Regions from separate parts of the Arabidopsis thaliana genome. Here region 1 is linked to region 2. A link is a contact called in public capture Hi-C data. All regions are on one chromosome and are shown on one strand. The core of a region is the stretch at or near the end of the contact, and the rest is flanking DNA. Distances in the headings are between cores, read along the strand shown. Region 1 holds the start of AT2G22660 (DNA-binding protein, putative (duplicated DUF1399)). Region 2 holds the start of CYCD2;1 (Cyclin D2;1).

Region 1 (6,089 bases), core at 780-3,279, 71 kb after region 2:
GAAGAATTGTACAATTGAAAGAGGATGTAAAGTTGACATCAGAGTTGAAAAAGAATACTAGGAATGGATAACTATAGGCGCAAGGTCTCGCAATACCTGGCACTCTCGTGTAACTGCATATGAGTAATGACACCTCGGCATGTCCTTAAAGGGAGCTTTCCAGTAAGCCCTGGAAGAAAGTCTACCTTGGATCCAAGACATATTACTACTGCATCATATCCTCCTACATATAACAACACAAAAGCTGTTCATACTAAATTTCTGACCATGCGGATGAGAACCTCAGAGAAAAAGCATGGATACTATACTCTTGGATTGTTAACGGCTATCTAAATTGTGTTTACGGTCTCTAGATTTAAGTTTATCACATCAGTTTTCATGCCTGTGAAACTTGATCCAAAAGGACTAGTTGTGGTTGGAGGATGTTTCTATAAAGCTTACGCAAGTTCCAGAATTAAACAAAAATATAAGAATATAGTTCAAAATCATTCACCTTCAAGTTCAAGCACATCAGTTATAGACTTGTTCACCAAAGTTATGTTTTTCCTTCCCAGTGATGTTTTTGCTGAGCTCTGGCATGCTAGAAAGAGTGCCTAGAGAAGGGAGAAAAACTCGGTAAAGAAAAACGCAAAAGCTTGGTGCTAACATATTTGTGTTGTCTTAACCTGGAGATATCGGTGCGGATTAACATTCATAGCTCCTGGAAAATAGAAGGCGCAGTTCAAAGGCAGGTATAGATTGGGGACGAGATTTTGTGCACCATCTTTGTCAATAGTCTCTACTACACAACTAGCAAGACAGTTTCGAGCATTCTAATCGCATAAGTAATAAACAGTAAAACTACGGGTTTAGTTAATATTTCAAAGGTATCTAAGTCGAGTTCAAACTTACATCACTCATTAAATCTAAAGTCTTGGCATTTGTTGCTGGTCTCAAGATTCCCCTAAAGCAAGAAGAACTTGGTCAAACTAAAGTATCATTGAATGAACATTTCAAGTTATTAGTGTTATTGAGATTGGTACCTTCTTCGAACCATAAAATTTCCGAAACTCTCGCTAAAGTCTCTGTTCTCCGTAGATTGGTAACTAGAAGAAGCAGCTGTTTCAGCCACATTTAAGAGCTCTAAACATTCTCTCCAACACTCAGCACCATGCCAAAGTAGCTTTCCTACATAAAGTAAGAATCTTTATGAAACAATACAATAATCACCAAAGGGGACAATTTCTTCTACCTTTAGGAGAATAAGGATGGAGGAGTCCTCCAGAAACACCAGAAGCACCACCTCCTATGCCAACTTCATCATATACGTCAACACTTAATCTCAGCTCTTTTGGACTCTCCTGCAAAAACAACACATATTTTAAATTCAGAAGCAATTATCTCACAACAACACAAGAACAAAATCAAATTTAGAGATTTAACCTTAAGCAGGTGCCAGGCAACAGAGATTCCAGCAAAACCTGCACCAAGGATGGCGTACCTGGAGGAACAAGAAGAAACTCTAAAAATCACAGTGAGAAAGATAGAGAGAAACAAATGAAGAGAGCTAACCTAAGAGGAGGACGGTTGGGAAGAGAGAGAGACGCCGAAGAACAAGGGTGAAGAACAGCAGTGATCATGTCTACACGCCAATGCCTTTGGATTCCGGCAAATGCTTGTTTTGCCTGCGACGAGTTCGTTATATCGGATAACTCAGTTACCTACCACTACTGTAAAGGAACCTCTGATTCATCTAGAGGGTCTTCTTCTCAGGGACAAATATTGGTTTAGATCGGTACAAGAAAAATTCTACATGATTCTAAACCCGGTTGAGTACATTGGATTCGATAATCCGATGCGTATACTACACGTTAAAAAGTACATTGAATTTTGGTTTAGGCCTTTTCTCCAATTAGTTTATTTTCTGAGTCAGACAAGGCGTTACATTATTGTTCGCCTTTTTAGTTTTATTTTATCCATTTTCGCAAACGTTAAAACTTAAAGACACAACAAAATATATAAAACGGAGATATGATTGAGGGGCATATTTGTCATTTTCTTGTGATCGTTGATTTCGAAGTCGCTATAAGAGTATAAGTAGCAGCCTTGAAAAGTGTTGTTCATCTCTCGAAGTAAAACTTTTCTCTCAGTGATCGGATAAAATTCTCGGCGAAGAAGTGAAGTTTCCGGCGATCAGAGGTGAGTTTTCCGTTAGATCCTTATCCTAGTTGCTACTTGTGTGACTTCGTTGATTAATTTTGATCTGAATATCAAAAATCGGGTTTTAAGATTCTCCAGAGTCCTGATTTTTCTCATGCACATGATCTTCCAAAATTCATAGGGCTTATGCAATTGATTAGATAAGGATCATTTTAGGTCAAAATCTGGTAATCACGTATTGATTTACTTAGTTGTTTGCATTTTTTGATCGTTTTGAAAGGTGATATGGATAAGGAGAAGGATCATGAAGTGGAGTGGCTTGAAGCTCAGAAGATAGAAATAAGCGTTGACTTATTAGCTGCAGCGAAACAACACCTTTTGTTCCTTGAAACTGTTGATAGGAATCGATGGCTCTACGATGGTCCTGCGCTTGAAAAAGCCATCTACAGGTTAATAATATAAGTAGATTCTGTGTTTGCTTTTAGATCAGTGAATATTTCTAAGTGATTGTATGATTTTGGTGATGTTCAGGTACAATGCTTGTTGGCTTCCTTTGCTTGTTAAATACTCTGAGTCATCATCGGTTAGTGAAGGGTCTTTGGTCCCTCCTCTTGATTGTGAATGGATTTGGCATTGTCACAGGCTTAATCCGGTAAGTGAAAAACGGAATTATCGGTAGGAAAAACTTTGACTTTGTTGTTTGATGTTTGAGTGATTTCTTCATTGATGTTTATATCCAGGTGAGGTATAATTCTGACTGTGAGCAATTTTACGGGAGAGTTCTCGACAATTCTGGAGTTCTTTCTTCTGTTGATGGGAACTGCAAATTGAAAACTGAAGATTTGTGGAAAAGATTGTACCCTGATGAACCTTATGAGCTTGACTTGGATAACATAGACTTAGAGGACATCTCTGAGAAATCTTCAGCTCTTGAGAAATGCACCAAATATGATCTTGTTTCAGCTGTTAAGAGGCAGAGCCCATTTTACTACCAGGTTACTTTAAAATGATTGTTCTTCTCATCATCATAACCGGAAAATACGGAATTTTCTTCCTGATTCTGTTTCTGTGTGTTCGTTGCCACAGGTTTCGAGGTCCCATGTAAACAGTGACATTTTTCTACAAGAAGCTGTTGCTAGATATAAGGGGTTTCTCTATCTGATAAAGATGAACAGAGAAAGGTCTTTAAAAAGGTTTTGTGTTCCGACTTACGATGTTGACCTTATCTGGCACACACATCAGCTGCACCCAGTTTCTTACTGTGATGATATGGTGAAGCTCATTGGTAAAGTGTTGGAGCATGATGACACAGATTCTGACCGAGGCAAAGGTAAGAAGCTCGATACCGGTTTTTCTAAGACTACTGCACAATGGGAAGAGACATTCGGTACAAGGTACTGGAAAGCCGGTGCAATGCATAGAGGCAAGACACCTGTACCTGTCACAAATTCTCCTTATGCTTCTGATGTTTTGGTCAAAGACCCAACTGCAAAAGACGATTTCCAGAATTTAATCCAATTCCCAGAGGTGGAAGTTGTTGAGGTAGTTTTTTATCATTTTCTGTGGTTGTCTCTTCCATGTATTGAGTTTATTGCAGTTGTGTGATCCTTTTGTATCCTTCAGGTTCTCTTGGAGATTATCGGGGTTAGAAACTTACCAGATGGACATAAGGGAAAGGTCTCGGTTATGTTCAGTAAAACTCAGCCGGATTCTCTTTTCAATGCTGAACGTAGACTGACCATTTTATCCGAGGTTGGGGAAAAGCAAGTAGCTACTTTCCAGTGTGAACCTACAGGAGAGCTTGTTTTCAAACTTATTTCCTGTTCACCGTCTAAGATACCAGTTTCAAGAGAGCCTAAAAACTTGGGTTTTGCTTCTTTATCACTAAAGGAGTTTCTGTTTCCAGTTATTACTCAACTCTCTGTTGAGAAGTGGTTGGAGTTAACACCCAGTAAAGGTAGTCAAACAGATACGAAACCCATAAGCCTGCGAGTCGCTGTCTCGTTTACTCCACCAGTACGCAGTCCATCAGTCTTACACATGGTTCAATCAAGACCATCGTGCAAAGGCTCTTGCTTCTTTCCAATCATTGGAAAGTCCCGTCTTGCTAAAAGTTCAACACACATTGTTGATGAAACCCAAACAGAGGTGATCACACTTCAAATTAGGTATGACAATCTAAACAACATTCTCTTTCGAAAAATAAACGCATTTATTGATTCTGGTATGATAAAACTCAGACCAGTTATATATATGATTTTACTTTCTTACTTTGTCGTGTTTTAGGAACTCCGCTGATGGAGGAATACTTAAAGATGATCAGAGACAAGTTATGGGTGTGACAGACTCTGGTGAAACTCGCGTGCTTGCGGTTTATACTGGTAGTTTCTGGTCTTTGCTGGACTCGAAATGGTCACTTAAGCAAATAAACGCCTCCACTGCAGATAATCCGCTCTTTGAGATTTTGGGCCCTCGAGTGGTATATTCCACCATTTTATTCCAGTAAAAAGAGATGAATCTTCTTGTTTTGACAATGTAACCCAGTTCAATGATACAATGCTTTTTATTGGTTTGCAGGTGAAAATTTTCTCGGGGAGAAAGCTGGATTATGAACCAAAACACTGCGCAAACCTTAGAAGTGATCTAGATTTCATGACTCTTGTGGAATTTTCCAAGCAACATCCATATGGAAAAACTGTGGGATTGGTTGATATGAGATTTGGTTCCATTGAGGCAAGTCTGAAAGTTTGATTTAACCGGGAATGTTACTTCTTCTATATCTTGCCATGCTCATTTTGACTCTGATATTTGATATGCAGGCGAAAGAGAATTGGTTGCTTTTACCCGGAATCGTATCTGCTTTCATACTCCATACTGTTCTGAAGAAAGGAGGTTCTGAAGGCTTCAATGTCACAACCAAAGATATAAAAGAGGAAAGCAAACAGACTAAACTTGTTGCTGCGACAGAAAATAATGTGAATGCAAACTCTACGAATGTGGAGACCCAAACTGCTATTACAGCCCCTAAAAAAGGCAGCGGTTGCGGCGGTGGCTGTAGTGGTGAATGCGGAAACATGGTGAAAGCAGCTAATGCTAGCGGTTGCGGCAGTAGTTGTAGTGGAGAATGCGGAGACATGGTGAAATCAGCAGCAAATGCTAGCGGCTGCGGTAGTGGTTGTAGCGGTGAATGTGGAAATATGGTGAAAGCAGCTAACGCTAGTGGTGGTGGTTATGGGGCTAGATGCAAAGCAGCTAAAGCTAGCGGTTGCGGGGGTGGTTGCGGTGGTGGCTGCGGCGGTGGTTGCGGAGACATGGTGAAATCAGTAAATGCTAGCGGCTGTGGCGGTGGTTGTAACGGTGAATGCGGAAACATGGTGAAAGCAGCATAATCTGGTAGTTGTGGTGGTGACCTAGTAGAGAATGCGAAAATGTGGTGAACAGTAAGGTGCAAATGGAGGCGGTTGCGGTGAGGACGCCATCATGTGGCTTAATATCAAAACTGTAAATTACAAATAAAGTTGTACTTTGTTGTTTGTTTATGCAATGAATGGTTTGTTTCTGTTAATTGCCAAAGACTGTGAGGATCTGATCCGAATGACAATTTGGCATGAGCTAGAAAGTACCACACATACGATTCTCTTACAAGCTACGACTATCATGAAAACAGAAACAAAGAAGAAACATAAGACTTACGAGATTAGGTCTCAAGGCTGGCTCTACTTACTTGAGAATTCAACAATCATCAAGAAATCGTCCCTATACTTAGATGATTCCATAAACTAAGAAGAATATGTCATCCTAAAAGAACTCATTACCATTCCAAGACTCTGTATCACATGCCAAGATACAATCAGTCCATCTATGAGTGTTGCTATATGACAAAGAAATAATTGATTTTAGTGTGTCTCTTGCTCTTGCTTGTTTTTCTTTATTTTTTGTCCAAACAAATT
Region 2 (6,229 bases), core at 1,846-4,345:
TCAAGGGTTGTATTAATATGTAATAAGTTACTAACCAGTAACCAGGTAAATAGTAAGGGTTTTTAAAAATAAATTCTCTTGTATATCGTTTTAGAAATTATTTTAATTTTAAATAATGTCAATTGTACTTCTTTTTATAACTAGAAGTTCTTGAGAATAGTAAGAACTTGAATATATTTAAGGGCAAAAATAAGTTTAGTTTCAAAAAAAATATCACATGTTTTCGAATGTTCCACAAATAGCACAAATTTAGTATTATTTTTAAATTTTTTTTGGAAATGTCTTACTTAATTGTTGAAAATATTTAGGAATATCTTACTTAATTGTTGAAAAGCTTCTAAATAATTTGAATTTAAATTATAGGTACTAGAGTCATCAATATTTACAGTGTTCCAATTCAATACTACATTCACAAAAATGTAATCTCATGTCACTACGATGTGATTTAGAACAGTTTAGAAAAAATTGTATGTTCCGATAATGGAGAAAATATAGATTTTTATGTGATAAAAATTTATCGGAACAACAGTTTTTTTTAACATGATATATGCATATTTATAGGAACAACAAATTTTTTGTAAAATGGAGAGAATATAGATTTTTCTGTGATAAAAGTTTTTTTTAATATAAATTTAAAATAATCTCTACTGCATTATATGATACTTTATAACTTCTGACATATGTTAAAATAAAAGATATATACTATAGTGCATATTTGAGGACACAAAAATCATAAAATTAATTCTCTTTCTATTTCTTTTTTTTTTAATTATATCTCTGACATTATGTAGAAAAAAAAAAGTCCCTTGGAGCAAGAACAGGGATGTCTCTCATCATCATCAATAATGACTTATTAATTTTGCCGCCTTCCAAAGAGCTCTCTCTCTCTCTCTTATTTTCTTTTTTCCTTTCTCACAAAACTCTCATATTCAATCCAATTTTCAGATTGAAAATGAGAAATCAAAGAAAGAAAAAGAAAATTTATGTAGAAAAAAAAAACCAAAAAAATAAATAAGAACCTCAAATGTCATGAGTACTTGTGGTTTTGGGTTGTAAAAAGCAATGTATGACTCTTTTATTCTCTCTCATTGTTTTCTCCTCCTCTTGTTGCTGTTGTTGTTGTTGTTGTTGTTGTCTGGACTACTCTGTGAGGAATTTGTACATGACTCAACTGTTCTCTCTTCACTCCTATAGCTCAAACATGTTGCTTCCAACACTCCAACTGGACTTGCAGGTACAGCTCTTACCGCAACTCGCGCCTGCTCCTGCGATAAACTAGTTCCCCGCACATTCTCCTCCCCAGTGAGACTTCTCATCAGATTCAAACATCTCTTCACCCTCTCCTGCTAAAGGAAGACAATGATCAGATGAAATGTGTGTTCTTGAAACAGTAAAGGTTTAAGTCTTTCGCTATCATACCGAATGTTAATTACCTGTTTTACATATATGAGACTAGACAGTGCCTTTTCCTCATCAATGCATTCTGTTTCTCCTGAAATGGAAACAGACACTGCAGCAGCTGCAGCTATCTCAGAAGGCCTGAAGTCTAAGAATTCAATTGCTGCATTCAATTTTATAAACAGAAACGTATCAGCCTTCCTCATTAAACAAAGCCAAGTTAGTTGCAAATAAAGAAAGAATGTTGTTATAGCTTGCTTCTGATCAATAAATGACGCACCTTTGGTGGTGTTTAAGATGAATCTTGACGATCTATAGATCAAATTCTCCGACACGTGACCACTGATCTTGTCAACGAAATAATCAATGAAGGAGAATGGAGTTAGAGCTTGCAATCTCCAATTCAAAGTGGTGACAACCAAAAGCTCCATCCTTTTTATTGTTTTGGCCTCAAAAACAAACTTGGGATCTTCCACCTGCTCATAGGAACAACATTTCAAGATTAGTTCCACTAAAACCTCGATTTTCGACTCTTCGTAAGAAGACTGAAGCTATTAAGGACTAAATGTAAGTTGCACCTGTAAATCAACAATGTGAGGCACATCAGTTTCTTCCATTTTGGATGCTAATGATAAGCAAGACACAGCTAGTAACTGAGCAGCCCAATCCTTGTCTTTCTACGCAATCGAAAACACACAAACCGGTCATCGTATTGTCTCGAATACGATGAAACCAATCCGCAAAGACGATGCAACTTACCGGCAATTCATAGGATGTTAAGAACCGATCCAAGTAGTTCATGGATAGGCATATGCACAGATGTCCAAAATGGTAATGAGCACAAACCTGTAGAACAATTGGCATTAAAGACAAAAGAACTCAATTACTCAACAAGATCAATACCTCAATCTATAGAGAAGATTCAATTAATCTATAATAAATACATCAGAGAATGAATGAGCTATCAAACTGATCAAAGAACACACTTAAACTCAATCACAAAGCACAAAAAGAGACCAAACCAGATTTGAGGTTTGTCTTAAAACACAACACAGATCAAAGCAATCAAAAGAAGAAATCACATACCTTTAGAATCCAATCAAGAGCTTGGTTTCGAACAGACAAATCCAAATCACCAGAAAGCAATCTCTTAACATAATCAGTTCCAGGGCAAAACTCAATCTCTCTCACCAACATCTCTTTGATTCTGTCTTCACTCAAGGACGATGAAGAAGAACCCATCATCGGAATTGATCCGTTGCCGCCAAAGTTGTCGTCTTTAGCAAAAAGTTGGTGATTGTAATCAATCTCGTTCGTAAATCCGCCGCCATAGTTGATATCATCATCGTCGTTGTCAATGATCCATGACTCGCTGGTTTCACCACAAGCAAGATTCTCAGCCATGGGGTTTGGTTTGATTGTTGTGTTGTGTATTGATTGATAATAGTCTGTTTAATTCGTTTATTGGGGTGGTCTCAAAGTTTTTGAGAGCGTTCGGACAAGAAAGTGAAAACTAAGGAAGCAAAAGTCATCAAAGATGGGAGATTTCTGAGGAGGTTTTGTCTTGAGGAACTGCGATTTTCATGGCAGAGGAGAAGAGAGAGGAGAGAGAGGCTTATACAGAGGAAAGTGGGTGAGTGTGTTTTAGGGTAGAGAGGGGAGAGACCACTCCACAGACTCGAAATGGAAAATACAGAGAATATACACTAAGAACAATATGTGGAAATATAAATTATATTTAAAATTTAAATCATATTGTTATTAATAGTTTAATATCACAAGTCCTTATAAACTAAATTTAAATTGTCATAGTAAAAACGACAAAAAAAAAAAAAAAAAAAAAATTGTCATAGTAAAATTTAGAAATTACATAAAGTCAACGATAAAAAAAAAGTATTCCAAAAAAATAAGTTGGTCATAAATGTTGAAATCTCCAGAGATACTATTCCCAAAAAAGAAGACAATTCACTATTTTTTGGTTTTCATGTTCTTGTTTAGTGTTTTGTAAACTTCTGAAATTGAATCATATGCTTTATTTACTTCTATTTAGTGGATCTTTCTTTTGAGGTTAAGGTTAGGGAACCTTGTGCTATTCGCCAACATCGGTAACGTCGAGATATAAACCGAAAAAACAATAACTAATAAGATCTCAATCACTTATGATTTTGAACTAGAGTAGAATAAACTTAAAGACGCCCAACTGTTTTTACCGCTGTAGTAGATATGAAAGACTGATTGAAAGCCAAGAAAAGAAAATGTCAAAGATAGAAAGAAGAACCATCGACCAAAACTTGACCTAAAACATCGGACTACCACCACATAACCTTAGAAACAAAATATGAAATGCGGAGTTGTGGAAACATCCAACCTAAGGAAAAAAATATATAGCTAAGGCTATGTTTCTATTAAGACGAATCATTTAGTAACTTCACTTATATAAAATATTTTGTCATGTTTAAGTTAATTACAGTTTAACTAACACTATACATTTCTTTTCATTTTCATGATTTTCCGGATCGATTTATAAGTGTTAATTTGGATTCGATCGTTTAGACATCATTTTCAACATGTGTTCACATCCTTCCTCTATTCTTAAACACCTAGTTATATGGCAAAGTAATCTGATACAAAAGATATTTGCTAATAAATGATCTAATAATTTTAGAAATCTAACCCGCATAGCATGAAAATTGCTTAGTTCAAATCAAGATTTAGGTAATGTAACTCACCTTTATTAGGTTTTTAACTTTTAACTAGGTGAAGTGTTCGCGGATTTGGCCCATTCGACATTGTTATGAAGCGGTCACGATTATGAAAATTATATCCCCACTACAGAAGAAACTAAATAGGATAAACTAACTTTAGCAGTAGTCAGATGTGGATTAGACTTCACGTAAACGTACAAGTTGCGATATGAGCTCAAGCAAACATCAGATTTTAGGGTTTCCAACATATTACTTAACATATAAATTTTGGAAATTATTTTATGTGTTTTCTAGTAACAATGACAACAATTACGATATTGATTATCTAAGGAGTGGAAGTCACTGAAGAAAAATTACTAAACAACTTTATTTCCGGATTTTTTTTTTGTTTTGGGGTTTTTAGGTTCTAGAAAATAATCTCCATTTGGAATCAAAACTATCAGTTTCGTTTGGACACGCTTTTATTATCTCAACTGAGGCCATCCCACTATATTACTAAAGAAAAATACTTCTAAATCCAAGAAGGAGAGACTTCTCAAACTGAATAGATAAATTACATTCAGAATCAGAGAGCCTATAACAACTACATGCCACATCTCAGCAATACTAAACAGTTTGTTCTTTATAACCAAGGCCAAAAATTTGTCTCAGAGAACCATTTTATACTTTACTATCTCAATGATCTATGAATTCCCTACTAAGCATATCAATATCATTGCAGCATAGAAGGGTATCAATCCAATCCTTTGTGTGATTGCAAATATTCAAGACATAAACAACAATTATTTAAGTCAAGTCAAGTCAAATATGATAAGGTTTGGGTTTCTATTGAACTTAAACAATAGATTAACATGCAATACCAAATTCAAATGCAACTATACTAAGGAGAATGTAAAGAACTAAACAACTAAGCAATGAAGCAGCATGCATATCAATTGAAACTAAAGACCAAAAGTAAACAAAACAATAAACTAAAGAAAATGCAAGATTACCAGTACTAAAGAAAAACAAGGAACACAAATCAATAAAGCACTAAAGACCAGGAACACATACTTCAACTCAAAATCAAAGAAGCATAAATGATCAGACGCAAGCAAGTCGAGTTCAACAGTCGAGTAAAACAATAGAGTTTAACAACAAGCAAATAAAACGAGATTCAACAATCAAATGAAATAGAGCTATTAAGAATAGTTTAATGGGTTATAGTGGACTCCTCAATCCATGTAACTAGCTAATGATTCATGTTAAATATTTGAGTTTTTGCAATCTATTTCTTCTGCAAAATTGTTTATCTTACTTAGATCTATAGCATACTAAGTTAAACATTGAACATAGTGAACTAAATAATAGTTTTTTTTAATGTAATTTGGTTAGTTTGATTAGGTTTTCTATAGTTCGAGTTCGGTTTAAGATCAGTAAACTCGGTATATTTTCCTTTTCAATTTTGGTTATTTTACTGTTTGGTTCGGTGTTGAATTCGGAAATTTTGGCTCAGGTTCGGAGATTTCAGCTCGGTGCCCGATCCTCCAATTAATTAGAGTTATAGTGTAACGCTTATGTTCTACAGCTATGTGCTTGACCACTACTAGATCAGAATGGATCCAACGATTATTAAACTATGTAATTACTTTACCACTTGACTACAAAATTGCTGACTTTACTTTGGGTAAGAATCACGCTTGTTCCATTTTATATAAAAACACAAAAAGGTCCAAAATATTTTCTGGCACATTTTGGTAACTCTATGGTTTTGAAAGTTGTAAGCTATTCCATATTTGTGCGCAAGCCTTTGGATTTTTGTGATCTAAGCATATACGATTTTCATTGAGCAATCATGATTAATTGCCTATACTAATCTCTTAGTTGGCTATTACGCTAAACTACCCAAAATGCCTCCTCTTCCCTTCTATTTTACATTTTCCATCTAGTCAAAGACTTATCAACATAATTATAATTAGGAAAAAATCTCAAATAAAATATCCATTTTAAAACATTTTCCCAACTAAAACTTTCAATATTTTTCGTTCCATATAAAACCTTGGAATTGAAAACAATTCCTAATAAAAACCTCCAACTTTTTTTTTTCTAAAATAAAACCACCAACTAATTAATTTTCTCTAAATAAA

The links. Capture Hi-C pulls out chosen DNA fragments and counts their contacts.
Region 1: a capture Hi-C map of seedling shows a contact between it and region 2, with 1.9 times the contacts expected there. The contact joins the promoter of AT2G22660 here to the promoter of CYCD2;1 in region 2. A contact is called at or near these places in 1 of 26 Hi-C or Micro-C datasets (root) and 1 of 3 other capture datasets (seedling).

What each region holds. Positions count from the first base shown.
Region 1 is chr2:9,625,313-9,631,401 of TAIR10.1, forward strand. AT2G22660 (DNA-binding protein, putative (duplicated DUF1399)) reads left to right here and starts at 2,030. Exons shown (of 9, transcript NM_001036319.2): 1 at 2,030-2,178; 2 at 2,420-2,588; 3 at 2,671-2,791; 4 at 2,880-3,134; 5 at 3,226-3,681; 6 at 3,763-4,307; 7 at 4,426-4,618; 8 at 4,717-4,872; 9 at 4,959-5,971. The coding sequence starts at 2,425. The coding sequence ends at 5,528. AT2G22650 (FAD-dependent oxidoreductase family protein) reads right to left here and starts at 1,760. Exons shown (of 9, transcript NM_179696.4): 1 at 1,552-1,760; 2 at 1,423-1,480; 3 at 1,232-1,340; 4 at 1,023-1,167; 5 at 892-943; 6 at 666-812; 7 at 494-593; 8 at 97-223. The coding sequence starts at 1,619.
Region 2 is chr2:9,553,072-9,559,300 of TAIR10.1, forward strand. CYCD2;1 (Cyclin D2;1) reads right to left here and starts at 3,096. Exons shown (of 6, transcript NM_127815.4): 1 at 2,485-3,096; 2 at 2,158-2,244; 3 at 1,977-2,075; 4 at 1,679-1,874; 5 at 1,434-1,561; 6 at 726-1,343. The coding sequence starts at 2,802. The coding sequence ends at 1,086.